2 separate regions of the Gossypium hirsutum genome follow, and region 1 is linked to region 2. A link is a contact called in public Hi-C data. All regions are on one chromosome and are shown on one strand. Each heading gives the region's core, a stretch centred on a gene start, on an enhancer-like site or on the middle of the called end of the contact. The rest is flanking DNA. Distances are from core to core; before and after follow the strand shown.

The links. Hi-C and Micro-C count contacts between places; a contact is called where the count stands out from the background.
Region 1: a Hi-C map of leaf shows a contact between it and region 2, with 2.2 times the contacts expected there. The contact joins the enhancer-like site here to the promoter of LOC107896411 in region 2. A contact is called at or near these places in 5 of 34 Hi-C or Micro-C datasets (all in leaf).

Annotation. Positions count from the first base shown.
Region 1 is chrA06:35,761,261-35,765,003 of Gossypium_hirsutum_v2.1, forward strand. No RefSeq gene overlaps it. Among protein-coding and RNA genes, the nearest start is that of LOC107893662, 27 kb to the right of the region's middle. Within about 2 kb of position 1,396, at least 3 of the 9 cell types and tissues checked have an H3K27ac peak or open chromatin away from gene starts, as enhancers often do. A contact at or near this core is called in leaf, where this site is marked.
Region 2 is chrA06:35,557,299-35,561,508 of Gossypium_hirsutum_v2.1, forward strand. LOC107896411 reads right to left here and starts at 1,805. Exons shown (of 3, transcript XM_016821578.2): 1 at 1,047-1,805. The coding sequence starts at 1,431.

The DNA of each region.
Region 1 (3,743 bases), core at 146-2,645, 200 kb after region 2:
TGAAGAGAAAATTCCCTTACCTTGATGAATTTAAGACCGAATGTGAAAGAAACTTAAAACCCTTTTCTCCTTTCTTTTTCTATGGCATGGACGGCATTAAGGGAAGAAAAAGATGATGTTTTTCTCTTTCCCACTCACTGTAAATAGGGTCCTTAATCAAGCTTAACGAAACTAAATCGATGGCCATGATCTTAATTTAACTACATTAGTTGCAATGAATAGATAGGATCGTTTCATCCCACTAACCATGAGATAATGATGGTTAAATAACCATTAGGTCCTTGGTACAATTGTCAAATCATGCCTCCCACATTTCTTTAATCAAATCTCACTTGTAAATACACTTTTGCAATTTAGTTGTTGTACTAATTAGCGACTTTCTCGATCCAATTACTTGATAATTCAATATTATAATCTCGCACTAGATACGTCAACTCTTTGATTAACAATCTCACTAATTCAAGTTACAAAATTTAACTTTGAAATTGCATTTTTTGGTATTGACTAAAACTGGTCGTTACAATATCCTATATTGAAAATTAAAAACATATAATGAATTTGATATCCAAATTCACATTCATTATTTTTTTAAAGTAAAAACAAATTTAAATAAAAATAATTTTATCAACATTTACTTGGAATCTATTACGGGTAAAAATAAAAATACTCAAACTCAATATTTGTAGAGTTAATTTCACTAAACATCCTCACACTATGACCCTCATTTTAAATTGGTCCTCAAATTTTAAAAAACTCTAATTACATCCTCAAACTATTAATATTATATCATTAAGGTCCTCTCATTACTAAAATTGATAATTTAACCATTAAATGAGAATCCAAATCTTATATAACATAATTCAAAATGAAAATTTTAAAGAAAAATGAATATTGTAAAAATAGATGTAAAAAATCTTAGTTTTGAAGTTTTTGAAGCTTTTACAAATACAATTGTTCACTCACTCTTTTTTTAAAATTTATTTTTAATATTAAATTTTAAAAGTTATGTGACAACATTTTTTTAATTTTAATTTTAAATTATGTCAAATAAGATTTTATGTGTCATTTAATAGTTAAATTAACAATTTCGTAGTAAAAAAACTGATTGATATAAAACATTAATAGTTTAGAGGTGTAATTACAATGTTTTGAAGTTTGAAGACCAATTAATAATGAAGGTCATAATTTGAGGGTGAAGAGAGTAATTAACTCATATTTGAATCCTAATAAAACTGAGTCCATACTATTCATTAACTTCAATTATTAATGGCATAAGTAAGCGATGGTTAAACTCCACCTCAAAGAGTAACACTATTTGGGTAAATCTCAGATGGGTTATGCGACAGATTTGGGCCAGTCTTGTAAAGATGGAATTAAGGGCCAGGATTTGGGTAACGGCCGGAAAACTTTAGGTAATGGGTTGGTAGAGAATCGTCTCACAGCTGGGCATCAAATTCTTTCGTCAGGAGTGGACGTTGGATTCTCCAACGTGGATTCTGGGCCCACGGCTTCCACTGGGTGTCCTGGAAATTTAATTTCTAATGTGGATGTTTCTAACCCCAACAACCCAGTCCCAGATTCGACTTTAGTGCCCAATTATGCCCCTGTTTCGCCGAATATGGTTTTACCCAGCAAGACTTCTATCACGTCGAAACAAGGAATTTCCAATGGTTTTGTAGAAGAACCAGTAGCAACGACCTTAAATCCGGACTGCCACTCGGTAATAAAATTCATTGAGAATTGGACCCACAATTCCAATGGTAATCAAATTTCTAATATTTCTTCGCATCCTAAAATCTGAGTTAGTAAAAATTGGTTAATGAACTGGGAGTAGTCACGCTCGAAATTTTTTAGATGATGTTTTACTCATTTAATAATAAATAAGTATAAAGTGTAGTGGTTGAGCGGTGGTGGAATTTTCCTTGATGACCTATGTTCAAATCCATTCCCTTACATTATTTTCTATGTGGTGCAAAAATGTTTTGTTAATTTCAAAAAGGTCTTATGTTCAATTCCCTACATTTTTATTTTTATTTAATTTTTGGCTCATAAAACTTTGGTTAAAGTTTCCATAGCAGTCCACTCATAGTGACCATACAAAGAAAGATTATTTCCTCCTTTAGCTAGTCAATTTTCCCCCATAAACCCCCTGTTCACTCCACATGTTCCCCATTAATCCACTTTTCATACCATTGTCCCCCAAAGCTTCCATTTTCTCACATTTACTAAGCTTGAACCGTCCATACCACCTAAGTTAGGCATCGTTCACTTTTTTCTCTCATTTTGGTTTCTCCTCCTCCTCTCTTGACCGATTCTTACATTCCATCTCCCATGCTCCTCCTTTTTCTGCCATTTTCTTCTTCTTTAAGCCACTATTGTACCTCCTTTTCTCCACTTCTATTCCACATTCCACCACCATTAGTTAACCACACCATCACCACAACACCACCTCACCACTGCCACACCACAGGACTACCGCCGTGACCACCATTTTTCTTATTTTTTCTTTTCTCTTCTTAAAAACTCACCACTTCCACCTTAACAACTATCTTTTTTATTTTTTTCATAAATCATTGCTAGAATTTTATTGCTTTTATCCTAAAAAGATGTTTTGCTATCAATTATTTCTTCGATTTTTTCTTTCTCTCCTCTTGATCGATTGATTCAACAAAGATTCAGTTAATGAATAACATAAGAATGTGATGATATTGGGTACTAAATCATCACTTCTTCCTCATCTTTTTATTAATATTTGAATTTAGTATTAGTGTTAGACATTGTTTTTCTTTGATATTAACATCTCATATATTAATCTTGTGTGAATGGCCAATTGCTAACAACTTGGAACACCTTTGACTTTTGGGAAGTGAATCACATCTCTGGTTCTAGTCGTATAAGCGTAAGTGTGGTATTAGAAATCAAGATTAAATCATTTTCATTTAAAAGGATAATTTAAATGGTGAATTAATGATAGATTATTCGTTTTGTGTTTAGATCCAAGATAGATTTAATTAAATCTAGAAGCGGATGTTAAAAGGAGTTTTTCCTCATCAAAATTGCTTAGATCAAGTGTGGGTTAATTTATTAGAAATATATATAATATTTATTGGCCGATAAAATATAAGTATTTTATCATTGAAACCTTGTAAAAAATCTCTATAACATGAAAAGTTGAGAATACACTATATATTCGAAAAGGGATGTTAAAACTCACAAAAAGGGTAATATTCAAGTAAGTACCTCGAACTATTCCTTTAATTGATCTCATGTGTTATTTAATGAGACTTAATGAATGTTGTGATACTATGTACATATTCTCATTTCTCATGACATGTGATATGATGACATTATATTATAGGCATAATATTTAAATCATGCTTGCATGTTAAATATGACCTACATGATATTATCCAATTTGCATGTTCGACATGCCCATTGTGACAAGTGAAATCTTGAAATGAGTAAATTTTTTATATATATATTCATTATGACCATATCACATGCATAGGGTGGGATTGTAAGGAGGAGGAATTGGTGGCTTCATCCACAATCTACATGGTGGCTTTCTCCACGAGCTACATGGTGGCTTTGTCCACAACCTACATGGCAGCTTATCTGCAAATATTGGTAGCTTCATCCACAATGGAGTGTTTGGATAGACGAGTTATAAGGAACTCTTTTTGGAGTGTAACGGTGATGGGTGGGATGTTTTATAAAAACTTGCATAATTGTTTTATGAGAAT
Region 2 (4,210 bases), core at 555-3,054:
TAACCCAATGTTACTAAGAACGCAGATTAGTTTAGGACAACGAAAATTAGAACACAAATCACTATTTATGAAACATAGTTCGATACATGTAGTCTTTTTCGGTTTAGTAGAAACAAAATACAAATGTTTTCTGAAACTTATAAACATAGTTTTTGAGTTTATATAAATTCATAATTCTAAATAAATAATTCTGAAGTTAGTGAATTGCTTGGTTTATTCAATAACTTTATAATAAACTATATGCTAATGATATCGTTAGTCTTACTAAATTGGATCACTAGCATTCCTTGATTAGGATCATGCATGCTAATTCAAAAATGGATAGGAAGATAGCGATTTCTAGAAATAAAGTTTTAACCAGGATATTCATCTCCTACTAAATTTTCCAATTCACAATGTATAACTAAAGGAAAGATAATCTTTAAATTTCTTTGTCATGATACTCATCTCCTACTAAAATTTCCAGTCAAAATTTTCCGATACTGAAAATAATAAACAATGAGAGAACTTCATAGCCTCTCTAATTCAAGATTCAATGCCCATCTTCACCTTTCTATTATTATTATTATTTTTAACAATCTCATTATAAGTTCTTATTATACTTGCTCTTTTTGAAACAATACTTAGAACTACTCGTAGCCCTTCTCCAACAGATATAATAAGATAATGCGCTTGCAAAAGTCAAATCCCTTTTTACACAATACTTAGAACTACTCATTCCGCCTCCCCAAATCGATAAATAGTAAGACAACATGCTTCAACACAAACGAACCCCTTTTTACACCATGCTTAAAACTACTCGTTACCCCTCCCCAACCGATAAATAATAACATAATGCGCTTCAGCGCACTCGAACACTCGTGGTACTACATTGGCAACAATATATATGCAAATTAAGCTAACACTTAATCAACCAAAACCTTACTTTTTAGAATATGCAACCCTCCATTCATTTCTAAATAAGATCTAGAAAGAATATTTAATACTTGCTAAATAATTTCCTCTTAAAGGAAATCAAAGAGTAAATGCACCGAATTCATACTGACCTGCCACCAGATACGCAGCTGAAGCCAAAAAAATGATCATAGATGGAATGAACACAACCATCCAATAGTAATCTACGGTTTCTTGATCAGTCAAATAGAATGCTCCGGGAAACAGATCTGGATCGCCGACACCTCCACCTTTCGGATTCAACGGCAAAGGCTGCAGTCTCCGGTCATCGCAAAACGGTCGCTTCAAATCATCTCCCGGAAACACAATCTTCAAGCTTATAATCATGCCAACGAAGATCGCAACACAAATGATCACTATGGAACCGATTAAGATCGGCCTTTGTAGCTTCGTCCAAGCTTTATCTTCCTCCCGTAGGCTCTCGTACTCGTGCTTCGGCATAAACGCTTGCCGTAGCGCGTCGCCTAAAAACGCCATTGGAAGCTTTAAAAACCCCTACCTCAGATTGAAATTCTAAATTACCCTCTCTAAGTATTTTCTTCAAAAATGTGAAAAATGCAAAAAAGGGAAATATCAAACCCTGATTGCGGTAATTTGAAAATTAAGAAATAAACTTTTTTGTTTTGAAAGGATGGAGAACGAATTGATTGGAATTAATTTTAACTAGGGTTTATAACTTTGGGTTCTTCAATCGGAGATGGAGAGGCGGTTGGCGGTGCGGCGTTGTTTTCAGTTATGGATAGGCAATTTTACGCCGTCTTTTTCTGGTATTAGACGCGATTTCCCAGCGCGGTGGACAGGTACGGTTCACAACAGTACGATTCGTGAAGTTTATGTAATTAAGATGTTCCAGTATTTTTTTCAAAAAAAAAAAATCCAGTATTTTTATGGCATAATTTAAAACAATAATAATTTATTCTTACATTTAAATTTTCTCTCTTTTAACTTTTAAAGTTATATTTTTTATCATCTCATTTTAAAATTGATAAAAAATCAACCTTCGTTAATTTTGTTAATGTGAAAGGTAAGCATTAATTAACTTTTTATAATTTTATATTTTTTAAATAATTTAAATAATTTTTAATTTTTAAAAATATGTTTTTGATCCCTAAAAAATTAATCAAATGCTTCAATATTATTCATGTGGCAATTTACATGTATAACACATTAATAAAGTTAAAAAATGGTAACTTTTTTATTCATTCTTAGATAATTTGACAAAATACATAAGTTTAAGAGTTAAAAAAATTTTAAAAAAATTGCTGAAATGATTTTTTTTTTATAAAATTGAAAGACCAAAAAAATCATTATGTCTATTTGTATTGAAATTTTATTAATAACGTAATTTTTAGTTCTTTCAAATTAATTAATTTATTATTTGCTTAAAGTTTAAATCGAGTTTATTTCTCTTTGATATAATTCAAGGTAAATTACATTAAAAATTATTCAATTATTATCCCCTTTTTTTTTTGTCACCCAACTATCAATTCTTTTAATTCGGTCACTCAACTATTGCCCTTTTCTTTTTTAGTCACTCAACTATCAATTCTTTTAATTTGGTCACCAACTATTGCTCTTTTTCTTTTTTTGTCACCTAACTATCATTTTTTTTAATTTGGTCACCCAACTAATTAAAATTGTTTTTTTTTCATTTCCATTAAAGTGTCATTAATGTTTGATGGAAGTATAACGTGACAGTCAAAAATTGATGTAATAATAAATTTAATTATCAACTTTTACATATTATATCAATTTAGTCATAATTTTAAAAAATTAACCCTAAAAATTTATAAATAATCTCAATTTAATCATCAAAATTTATCCTTCCCCACAGCAACTAACATTAGTGCCTCCACCTCTGCCACCTTTCTCAAATTTTTTTTTTCCCTTTTTATCTTTTTAAAAGGTTGTCTATTTCTTTATATCTAATTTATCTCGTTTCTAGTCCGTGATGCCTTTAACATCCTTAATGTATGTCGTGTCTTCTTGTTTAGACTCAGGATTGTTAACATATATTATAAGGCTATGTTGACTATCAAAATCTTTAACGAACTGCTTCATTTTCTTCTTCGAACCCGAACCTGAACTTGTTTCTTCTTCATGTAATAAACCCTTGATTGCTTCATGCATAGGTTGGTCTTTCATCACACTTTTCTAGTATTCTCTTGGTTCTTTTCTAGCATGGTTGAGATTCGTAAACTGTCCATAAAACAACATAATTAATAAACGGGGAAATTTTAAAAAAAATTATTTTTAATGAATATTTTGATTGAAAATATAACTACACCAGGAGAACAAAGCAGAAAATGAGAGTGGCAATGAAAGTCTTCATTAGCTTTTTTGGTAGATTAATGGAAAACAAGATTAGATTTTTTTTTTGGCTATTTTGATTGAAAAGGGTTTGATCCGAATTCAGAAACTCTCTTCCCCAACCAAGTTTTTTGAAGTACTAGATATCAAACACTCTAGGAAATAGAAAAGAGAAGTGGACTATTTGTATTTGTATTTTTTTAGAAGAAGGGGACGATGGTAAAAGAAAAAAAAAGGGTAAATTGCACTGAAAGTCATCATAAAATAACGTTATTTCTATTTTGGTCACTCTAAAATTATTTTTTTCAATTTAGTCATTATCGTTAGAAAAATTGACCAAATTGACTACTTAGCCGTTAAACCCTTAATGGATTGTTGATTGAACCTGCAAAAAAAGAGAAAAATTATTCTTTTAGTCTCTTTAAAAATTACAAAATTTCAATTAATACTATTGCTATACCCGTGAAGTTTTAATTTTTTATGCTTAGATCAAGGAAAAGACAACAATTTACCATAGCTCCACCCTCTTTGACATTGTCACCGTATTTGCTCCATTGTCTTTCAACTGAACAAGAAAAAATCTGTCATGGTTCCCGCCCTAAAAAACATCATTATTTGTTCAATACATTCTTCTCCCTCTAATACGTGCTAAAAGTAACATGTTTTAGTCCCATTCTTAATGCGTTTTTGGGTGATTATTCAATGTAAATTGTGAATTTTATGCTCCTAATATTTTAAATTCATGTTTTTATACATAAGAGAACATTTGGGAGCAAAAGGAGTGAAAACCAAAAAACACACACCCCTAAAAATTAAATGGCCTATTTTCATGTCGACTTGACACGACCCAAAAGCTTATTTTAGTATTAAAAAATTAATAAAATATTAAAAATATAGTTTAGTTGCTATTTAAATATTTTTATAATTAAATTCAAAATTTCAAAAA